2 separate regions of the Ovis aries genome follow, and region 2 is linked to region 1. A link is a contact called in public Hi-C data. All regions are on one chromosome and are shown on one strand. The core of a region is the stretch at or near the end of the contact, and the rest is flanking DNA. Distances in the headings are between cores, read along the strand shown.

The links. Hi-C and Micro-C count contacts between places; a contact is called where the count stands out from the background.
Region 2: a contact with region 1 is called in a Hi-C map of tail adipose tissue, with 5 times the contacts expected there. The contact joins the promoter of KLHDC9 here to the enhancer-like site in region 1. A contact is called at or near these places in 10 of 16 Hi-C or Micro-C datasets (blood, hypothalamus, liver and 4 more).

Annotation. Positions count from the first base shown.
Region 1 is chr1:112,457,319-112,462,854 of ARS-UI_Ramb_v3.0, reverse strand. F11R (F11 receptor) reads left to right here. Exons shown (of 10, transcript XM_004002677.5): 8 at 58-70; 9 at 375-423; 10 at 564-2,246. The coding sequence ends at 599. Among named protein-coding and RNA genes, the nearest start is that of F11R, 24 kb to the left of the region's middle. Within about 2 kb of position 2,079, at least 18 of the 54 cell types and tissues checked have an H3K27ac peak or open chromatin away from gene starts, as enhancers often do.
Region 2 is chr1:112,553,655-112,559,026 of ARS-UI_Ramb_v3.0, reverse strand. KLHDC9 (kelch domain containing 9) reads right to left here and starts at 2,184. Exons shown (of 5, transcript XR_009600599.1): 1 at 1,582-2,184; 2 at 1,155-1,314; 3 at 865-1,087; 4 at 1-601. PFDN2 (prefoldin subunit 2) reads left to right here. Exons shown (of 4, transcript XM_004002682.5): 4 at 1-124.

The sequences.
Region 1 (5,536 bases), core at 830-3,329:
TGTGCCATGCCGTCTCCTACTCTGCTGACACTCATGGTCCCATTTCTTGTCTTTCAGGAGCAAAGAAAGGGTGAGTGAGCTGCTGTCCAGGGGCTCTCTGAGGTTGAGAACGTGTTTGTGTATGGTTTGAAGCTGAGATGTGGCCAGGGGAAGAGGTTGGAAGGGGAGGCAACCAGCCTGGTAGGGAGAACATCTGGATTCCTACCATCGTCCACTGCGGTCCTGTGCTTGTCCTTTCTCCCTCCACCCAAACCTCCCTACCGAGAGCTTCGTGCACCCGTGAAGTTCTCAGTCCTGGCCTCTAACGTTAGTGAGCGGAGGTTAAGGAGAGGGACTGGGGGGCTGAGTGTCTCCATCTTCTGGCTTGTCTTTAGGACCTCCAGTAAGAAGGTAATTTACAGCCAGCCCAGTGCTCGAAGTGAAGTGAGTATGCCTGCCCTGGGATGGGGAGGGCCCCCTGGCTGGAGGCGGGGGTTTCCAGCCCGTGTTCACATGCATTCTGGGGATTATCTAGCAGCTAGAGAACACTGACGGGAGCTGACTTGGATGTTTGATTTCTCCAGGGGGAGTTCAGACAGACCTCGTCATTCTTGGTGTGACCCTGGTCCGGCTTCTCTCCAGTGCTTGCCTTACTCAGGTGCTACCAGACTCTGGCCCCTGATGTCTGTGCTTTCACAGGATGCCTTATTTGTCTTCAAGCTCCCTCAGGGGCCCCCACTATTATCTTAGGTTGTGTTTTGTAATAATTTCAGCCATGTACACCTTCCTGCCTCCCTTCCTTTCCCACCGCTGGCTGAGTGGCCTGCGACTTGTTGAAAGCCTTCTTGTCCCAGCCCTGCAAGGGATCAGAGAGAAGTCCTGACTGATGCCTGCTGACCACAAGTAGACCACCAGAGCAGTGGGGCACCCACTGCCCCTGCATGTGGTGGTTCTCAGATAGGAATCTGGAGCCTGGCTTCTTGGCTCCTTCCTGCTGTGCAGCTTTCTCGAGTGGAGACTGGAGCAGCTGGAATGGTTGTTTGGAAACGGTGTCTAGTCTCTGCCACCTCTGCAGGCCACTGTTTTCTGTCTTCCATGGGAAGTGCCACTGGGATCCTCCTGCACCATCCTCTTCCTGAACACAAGCAGACTGACAACTGTGTCTGCAGGGAAAACAAGACGCTGGTCTGCAGAAAAGAAAGCTGGAGGGGATAGCTCAAACTATCACCCTTCTCTTGGTTGGAACAACTCGACCTGCCCTTTTAAGATATGTCTGCAGGGTTATGGAAATTTGTGTAGCAGTCAGTTCTGCTGAGCATGTGAGTGTGTGTGTTTGTGGTCTTGGCTCTCTGTTGAAATCAAGTGTTCCAGAGTCCTCTTGGGGTGGGAGGAGAGCACCTGGCTGAAGTGTTCCAGGTTCCACGTGATCTGACTCACCCAGGGAAAGAAGCCCACCCTCCCACCTCTGCCAACCCAGATGGCTAGTACACTTCCCAGAGGCCACAGGAAAAGCTGCTCCAGAGCCTGAGGAGGATTTCTCAAATCCTCTGGAGAACCACTTCTTTAGTAGTAAAGTAGTACTACTTTAATTAGAGGATAGGTGTAAGTGAGAACAGGAGTGAGTGGGGTAGACATGCCTGTCCCTGCTTTCCTCATCCCATCTGGACCCTTCTTTGCCCTTGAATCTATTTCTCCCTTTACCCAAGTAGTCTATTTATTAACTAGCAAGAGGGCAAATAAGGGATCTTCTAGGACTGATTTTGCTAATTTTGTGGAGGATACTGTGCACCGTTTCACCATATTCTGTACCCTTATCTGACAGTCCCTCCCAGAACTAAGTTTTCTTTTCATCCAGGGTCCAGAAGGAAAAACAAAAAACAAATCATATTGTCACACACCAATAAAAAATAAGCTTTCCAGGTGGAAATAAAATCTAATTAGACAATAAAAGTAGAGATTGTGAAACGGTTCAGTAAGAATGAAAATTTCAACGTATGTTTCAGTTTCCTGGTTGGGAGACAGGGTGGGTAGGAGTAAAGGGAGTAAAGGGCACAGGGAGGCAGAGGTGAGTCATTACTCTCGCAAGTCTGGAGCAAATGGTTCCTCACTCCCTAGGTCACTTGTGAGGAGTGTGAGTCAGTGATTACCAGCCTTGGAATTCACATCTCCAGCTAACAACAGCCCCTTTGAGTTGGAAAACACCTCGTCTGCTTTCATTTTAGAATGTTAAAACTAATTTTTTAATAAATGTTTATTTTTCACATTGATTTTGTTTAAATCCTGAAGTTCTAGCTTTTAAGAATTGGAACTCCCAGAGTGACTTCGACATTCAATAATCTTCCCTGTAGTCTTTTATTTAAGAGATCAGGGATATCCTTCTACAGAATCTGGTGGTTAGATTTCAGTTTAACTTACCATTGGAAAAGGAAATGGCAACCCACTCCAGTATTCTTGCTTGGAAAATCCCATGGATGGAGGAGCCTGGCAGGCTACAGTTCATGGGGTTGCAGAGAGTCAGACACGACTGAGCCACTTCATTTTCACTTTAACTTACCGTTAGACTGTACTTAATGGTAACGTGAATGAATATAATCTATATTAAAAGGAGACGGGGTTGGAGAGTAGGGTGATTCTGTAGAGATTAGTGTTTAGACATGGACCCAACCTGATTAGAGATAAAATGATTGAACATTAAGGATGTGTTTATTGTCCCTGTGTTAATAGGATTTGTGGATCAAGGTGGGGATGGGGAAAGTGGGAAATGGGTTGGTCCGTTTCTGCATGCTGGGGCATGGGACAGATCAGTAAAGGAGATGAATGAAGAGAGTACAACTTGCACTTTAAAAATCTCTAATTGTGTAACTCTTGCAGTTTATTGTCCCTTTCTTGGTACTAGCTGTAAAAATCTAGTATGAAATGGAACTTTTCTAAGAAGAGGAATTTGTAAGTTTTTTCTTTTTTTGGCCACACTGGAGCTTGTGAAATCTTAGTTCCCCACCCAGGGATTGAACCCTCGGCCCATGGCGATGAAAGCCTGAGCCTTAACCACTGGACCGCCAGGGAATTTCCCAGTGGCTTGTTGAATAATTACTATCATTCATAAAGTTACTGTATATTACTACTATCCCCATTTCACAGATTGGGAAAAAGAGGCCCAGAAATGCTAAGGAACCTAGGCAAGTGTAGATCTGGGATTCAGGACAGCTTCAGAAGAGGCTGGGTAGCATATGTTCTCACAGTGACCCTCCATGAGAAAGAGCAGGAGGAGCTCAAGACAGAATTTAACTTTCCCTCTAGAGGTGTGTATGTGAGGATTAGGAGAGAGCAATGACACTTGGGGGTTTCTCTGAATTGTGACACCCCAACAGTACCTACAGTACAGATTGAGACTAGCAATTAGAAAGCTCTTGGTAGAATGTAGGGCTTGTGAGTGCCACCTTCTGGAATGAAAGATAATGTCTCTGCCTGTGGCCCAAGTGGCAAACCAGGCACATCATGTTTGTGGATAACGAGTGAGAACAGCAACTTCATTAGTTGGCAAAATGAGAATACAAAAAGATCTCAGTGGGCAGGAATGATAAACTTCATCTTAGAAGTTCAGTAGTAGTAAGTGTAAGATTGTATCTTTGGACTTGCAAAACCAATTCTTCATGTATAAAGTTGGAAAAATGTAGAATGTCTAGAAGCAGAGATACTCGTTGCTGACAGTGCTAAGACCCTATATGAAGTTCTGTTATAGGTGGCAAACTTTTTATGATGATTACAAACAAATAGAATATCTTCATAGAAAGTGATATGGATGGTGAAGGGACTTAAAACTGTCATATGGAAACTTCTAAAACCATGTCAAACCCAAAGAATCAAAGACTCATGCAAGATAAAGTTAGATATTTAAAGATTACGGGATGGATGGCCTCAAGGGAGAAAATTGGAATCAATGGATGATGTCCAAGAAAGAAGACTGGTTCTAATTCAAAATGTGCCCTTCAGCGCTTTAAGGAAGGGGTGTTGCATTGTGGGGAAATGTGTGCTTGTGCTTGTGACTGCTCAGTCATGTCCGACTCTGTGACCCCATGGACTGTAGCCCGCCAGGTTCCTTTGCCTGTGGGATTTTCCAGATGGGAATACTAGAATGGGAAGAAAATATACACAACCCGATTTTTATATCATAGTAAAACATGCTGGAGAGAGGACGTGAAGAAGCAATCAATTTCTGTGGTGAACACAGCAACAAACGCTGGAAGTCCTCTAACATGATGATGCTATACGTATTACCCCGTTCTGATACTGTTCTGTTGCCTGCTAGTTGCCGTCTCCACACATTCATCTACCTCAAGAATCAAAGGGACCAAATGTCTGCAAAGTGTTTTGGACATGTCTGTCATGGTTTAATTTCAGTGATAACTTTCTTCCATACATTTTTTTTTTTGTTTGTTTTACAAATCAGAAAGGTGAACTTGGCTCATAGAGTCTACTCGGTGAGCTCAAAGATACCTCCAGAGAGTAAAATTTATAGTGTGACCCCATGGACTGTAGCTCGCCAGGCTCCTCTGTCCATGAGATTCTCCAGGCAAGGATGCGGTAATGGGTTGCCATTTCCTTTTAAAGGGGATCTTCTTGACCCAGGGATTGAACTCCTTGCATTGCAGCCAGATTCTTTACCATCTGAGCCACCAGAGAAGCCCTATTTTATTCATAAAAGTGAAAGTCACTCAGTTGTGTCTCACTCTTTGTGACCCCCACGGGCTATACAGACCATGGAATTCTCCAGGCCAGAATACTGGAGTGGGTAGCCTATCTCTTCTCCAACGGATCTTCCAGATATAGGAAGCAAACCGGGATCTCCCGCACTGCAGGTGGATTCTTTACCAACTGAGCTATCAAAACAAGCTAAAGCACCTAACCTCATTTGATTTTGAACATAGACTTTTAACATTTCTTTGGTCCAGGTCTGTGACATCCCTGTGGAGAAAGAAACTCAGACAATAGAGTAAGTGGGAACATCTGGATTAGAATAAGGGCTAAATCCCCGGAGCCTGCAGCAAAGGAGTGAATGGAGAGCCAGATTTTTTAAAATGTTGAATTTTAAGCCAGATTTTTCACCAACATTCTTTTTTAAGAAAATTATTTTTTATTAAAGGATAATTGTTTTATGGAATTTTGTTGTTTTCTGTCAAACCTCAGCAAGAATCAGCCATAGGTATACGTATGTCCTCTTTCACTAACATTCTCCCCTCTTGATTTTTAAGTGCTAGCCAAATGAAAATAAGTAAATGTTGAAGCGGCCAGGAAGGAGCACATTCAAACCTTCCTTGAATGCTGAGAATGAAGTCCATTTATCCTGGTCTGGAAGGAGCCTGGCAACAGCGGTGTGGCCAGAGGGATAAACAAGGAGCAGGGACAACCCCTAAGGCTTCAGGTATCTCTCTCACCTTTTCCCAACAATATTTTGACAACACTCCCAAGAGACTTGTGACCTAAGTCTGTTTACACACAGAACACTTGAAGTCTACCTTGTAGGGGAAGAAAAGTCATTTCCCCACTACCCTCCTAGGTT
Region 2 (5,372 bases), core at 935-3,434, 96 kb before region 1:
AACCAAAGGCTTCTCTTTGTTTTCTACCCTGATTCCCACTTCTTATTTCTCCTTATTGTTGTTATTATTTTCTCTGCTATTGTAATATTTTTTTGTTAATTAAATGTTTTGGTCAGAATGCGTAGCTCTAGCCTCAACCTTTCAACCCAATATGATGGGTAGAATTTGCATGGGGCATGGATAACCATATGATTTGTGGTTTTGGTTCTATCAGGTTAATGGCTCACAGTATCAGACTAGGTCTTATATTTTATCCTTTCCTTTGCAAATAAAGATGCATCTCCTTACTTACTTCCCTCCCCACCAAAAGATTCAGAGACAGTGTTGACTCTCAGGTTGCAATTTAATCAGCATTTGAAATGAAGATAGCTCTGTGATAATGCTTTGAGTTTGCAACAAAACAGAGGCTTGGCAATGTATCTTGGCACTATTCTTTAGATAAAGATGTCTAGAATGCAAACCTGTGGACTAGCTGTCCTGCCATCCTCACCAAAACCCCCAACCAGGTAGAGCTGATCATTCCAAAGGCAGGTGCGATGGCCCACGCGTTTTAGTCCACGGTCGGCACAGGGGAAGTGGAACCACAGAGGAGGAGACTTTCCTGTTAGGCAAGGGCAGAGGGTGGTTATTGAGGCAGCAGCATCCTGGACCCCATGGGGCTCAAGAAGACCAAAGCCTTGCTCATTGTTTTTCTCCTCCCGTGATTTGCACGCCTCTCCAAAATTTTACATTCTGTGTATTCCTTTCAGTTATCGACTAATTCTTCCTCCTCCCTACCCCTTTACTCCATCCTTAATTTCTCTGTAGTCTTCAGGTTCTGTCTTCCCACCTTTTCCCCTTATCAACCATTAAGCTGGCTCTTACGGGTATCATAGATGTAGAGGTCATTGCAGATGGTGTCTCTGGCTCTGTTCAAAGTTTCTCCACCGAACAGGACAGCAAAGGGACCAACCACAGAACATGAGTGATGGCGCAGGCCTCGAGGCCCCTGCCGGGACCCCTGCCCGCTGCTCACGAGCCTTGGAAGCTTTTCCATCAAATGGGGGGCAACAGGTGGTTCCTCCTTGAGGGAGAAAGAAGGGACGGACTGGAGGGATTTGGGCATCCAAAGTTTAGTCGCGTTCTACCCTTAGCGAGATGTGAGTAGACAATACCTCAATCTTCCCATGACTCCAATGCCCAGCTACTTCTGGTTCAGCTGAGTTGCAGCCCCCAAAGAGTAATAGCTGGTGACCTGGGTGGGGCCCAGGACTTTGGAGCAAAGCAGCACAGTGACCCGAGCGTGAAACAGTGTGGCAGCCTTCTTCCTTATAGCTGTGAAATTCAGGCCTGAGTTGGGTTTTTTGGAAAAGTGCTGTATACTGCCTTTTCCCCACTCCCCTCGCCAACGATTGAAGGGAGACACGGGAAAGGGCCACATGTGGTTAAGTTGAGATGAAAGGGAGTTAAACTCTTAGACATGGAAGGTTCCCAGGGAAGAATGGTGCTAGGGTGAGGATGTTAGATAAGCTGCCTGCGAATCTGTTTTTCCAGAGTGCAGGTGAAGGAAGGGTGAACATTTTAGGGCAGAGGAGGTCATACCAATAGGTGCGGGCGCCAGGGTCCAGCCTTAACGTGTAGACGCTTCCGTAACGACGCTGAGTGCGGGTCCCGCCCTCCCGGCCTGCTACCCGAAGCTCTCGGTCGGAGATTCGGGTACAGGTGTGACTACTGAGGCCGGCGGGGGGGCAGCTGCCGGAGCCGGCGGTCCACTCCTCCCACACATCGCGGTCCGTGTCCAAAGCGGTCACAGTGGCCGAGCGGCGCGACCCGTCCCAGCCGCCCACCACGCAGAGCCAGCGACCGCCCACCGGCGCCGCGTCGTGGTGGCTGCGCCTCGGGCCTCCCCGTGCTGCCGCCCGCACGGCCTGGCCCCCAGCCGGATCGAAGACCACCGTTTCGCTGCTCGGCTCTCTCGCTCCTCCAGCTAGGAGCCCCCCCACCAAATAGAACCGTCCCCGCAGTTCAGTGCATGAATGGAAGGCCCGCGCCAGCAGCGGGTCCCGCGCCACCGGCCGCCAGGTCCAGCCCAAGCCCCGCGCCTCGCCCGCAGCCCCCGCCATGGGACTCGGTAGAGCCGAGCTGCGGGGCCGGCGGCCCGGAGCCTAGCTATATGGAGGCCCAAGCTTCTCCGGAACCGCCCCTACCGGAAGCCCCTCCAGGTCCCCACCTCAAGGCACCCGCTCGCTCCGCCGTCACCCGGCAACCGCTGCCGCAGCTGCAGCACGACGCTGCAAATTGAAGGTCGCAAAGCACTGGTTACCGTGGAGACAGGAGACCTGGCGAGCTACCGGGAAGCAGTGTTGTCACCATGGCAACAGGAGCTGTGCTAGGTCAATGAACTCAGCCCGAGGAGAGCCAGTTCTTCAGAAAGACCCCTGTTGTTTAAGCTGCGAATTCACTTGGGGCTACGACGTTTCAGGTGCCGGTGTTGCTCAGCAAAGATTGAGGAGGAACCATGTCCTTTTGACTTCAGCGTACTTTGTTTGGGGTTGGGGGGGCGGGGGACAGGCCTGCTACTAGGCATGCGGGATCTTAGTTCTCCAAAAGGGATCCGCAACAGGGATCCAACGTTCGCCCGAGGCAGTGGAAGCCTGGCGTCTTAACCACCGGGCAGCCGGGGAAATTCGCTTTGACATTTTCCTGATTGGTTCTGATTTCCCCAGGCATGAGTTAGGAAGAAGAGACAAAAGACAGAGGGCAGACAGTGAATGTAGACCAAGCACCGACCTGGGAGTCAGGAGACCTGGGTTCTGGTTCCAACTATATCCTGACTCTCAAGGTGATTGTTTTTCTCTAGGCCTCTTCTTTCTCATTTATAAAACATCTCTGGCTAATCTCTTAAAGTGAAAAGTGAAGTCGCTCAGTCGTGTCCGACTCTTTGCGACCCGTGGACTCTAGCCCACCAAGCTCCTCCGTCCGTGGGATTCTCCAGGCAAGAATACTGGAGTGGGTTGCCATTTCCTTCTCCAATCTCTTAGTTGTATTACAAACCAGAGATCTGTGGCAAAGATGTGAAGGTCTTGACTGGGCGGGACAGCCCTTTCCTCTCTGGCCACTAGAGGGTAGTAGAGCCCAGTCTCAGGGTACTGTGCGGGGGGCGCGGGGGAGGGGGCGAGGGCGAGAGGGGAGATTGGGTTGGGGTGAGGGAAGAGACCTGGAACTTTGGAGAACTTTTCACTATTGAGTCCTAGGAAGAGTAATTCCTGATTTCATCTTGTCTCATGAACTCATACAGCACAAGGAAACAGGTACTGTGGCATCTGGAACTCAGAATTAAGGGCAGGGAGTTTCTCCTGATAAGATCCAGGGCAGAAGCTGCCCAGCCTTAGAAGCTGGATAGAGGGGAAGGGGGGGAGGAGTGAGAAGAACAGACTCCTGCCCCTCCCTGGTATCGGCCTTTAATTCAAGCCAGGTCCCTGAGCTGCTTCTTAACTCCTCCCTGCAAGACCCAGTGAAGAATGAAGAGGCCCAGATACACACTGACTAATTTTAGCTACAGGTGAAAATGCAGGCAGATTTCTACTTCCAGCATCGCTGAGGTGGGACAGAAACAGGCCTTGTGTCCACCGGGGCTGGGCTGTAAATAGGAGTGATGACTGCTTACTTTTGCCTTTGTTTCTATAGCATCAGCTTGGTCCCCAGCATGTCCCAAAAACTGAGGCCTTAGAGAGTGACTCGAGCTACAGTAGGGATGGAGGTATCATTCAGGGACAGCACAGCAGGGCTTTTCCCACTCCAGATCCTAACTTGTGGTCCTTAGAGAAAATAACATGAAGAGGGTATGGGCAGGAAAGTATGAGGACCTGTTCCTTACCTATACCTTTAAGCTGAGACCCATTAGTAGCTTTGAAAGTCCCTGCCCACCCAACTATAGCTTTCCCTGATTTTGGCAAAAGGGATCCTCAGTTTTTCAGATCGTGGTTAAAGAAAAAAAAATCATTGCTAACATCCTTGGCTGAAATCTGAAAGTCAGTCTTTTCCCTAAGGCTTCTAACTGGCTAATCTCCCAAATGCTGAATTCAAATCTGTCCTAAGATTTCACTGAGGACTCCTAAGATTTCAGTGAGGAGCTGCCTTGGGGTGGTGTCATTTTGCTTTAACCGTCCTGGCCTATATGCCCATTTTAGGCTCTTGCTTTTGCTTAAGTCTGTGGCGGTTCTGCCAGACTCATTTTCTGCCTCTCCTGGACAGAAGAGGGAACTCCCCACCCCAGGGGCCTTTCCAGCTCCTCTCTCCCAGCTTTGTTTTCCTTCTCCTCCCAGCTGCCACTCTGGGTCCTCAGCAGTTGGCATCTCACTTGAACGTGCAGCCTGAACCTCACGTGCTCCTTAGCTGTTCCCTGCCACTTCTGTACCTCTTCCAGTTCCACCTAGTAGTCAGAGGTGTCTGACATGTCCATTGGCATTCCAAACATAGACCTGGGGGAGGACTCCTTCCTCCCCTGGTTAGTCTGAATCAAGCCTATATTTTGGAGGAAGGAAAAAAAAAAAAAAAAAAACCCTGGAGAGGGGAAAAGAGGGGAAGAAGGAGAGAAGAGAGGAAGAAAATAAACCAATTTGTACTTGTCTGACACACACTTGACACTCCAGGGCAGCATCAATGACTCCATCAATGGTAAAAACCTGAAAAGGCATTAAGATAAAGTGAAGGGCACACCTGTAAGAGAATCATGAGAAATTAGGGAGAAGGGCTACCAAGGCTTCTCCTTCTCTGGACCTGCTTTCCACCTGCTAATAATATGCAGGGACAACCTCTGTCCAGGAGTAGGGGGAGGGGCTGATCATCCTGAAAGTCTCAGAATCCTGATGTGACCCTATGACTTCAGTCTCCTCAGCTGGCTATTTCTGGCAAGCAAGGAATCCCTGCAGCTCAGCTTTTTAGTCTCATATCTGTCCCAGCCTTAAATCTACACCCGCTTGTCTCAAACCTTCACAAAACTCTTAGTCTATCTTCACCTTTCCATAACCCCATTTTCTGCCCCTGGAACCATCCCTGGTTCTCAGCATTGTCCGGTCACACAGAAAGCCAACAATTGGACCCTTGGGATCTTAGTCACACTGTCAGGACCCTCTCAATTTCCTCTACCTACATCTCCCAGGCTGTCCTATCCTTCTGGCGGTCTCTCTGGCTCTCCCTTTTTTGTCCTCTAACCTTTCTGCATTTTTCCCACAGTTAATTCTGGCTAGTTGATTTCCTGTCCCCATGCCTTCTTGGCCCCACTGACTCAGCTCAGCCAGAATAAGGACATGGGCAGACAGAAGGCCGGAGGAATGACCGGGACAAGAGGCTTCAAGAGGCCAGATCTTGAGTCGTGACTGAGACGTGAGCTG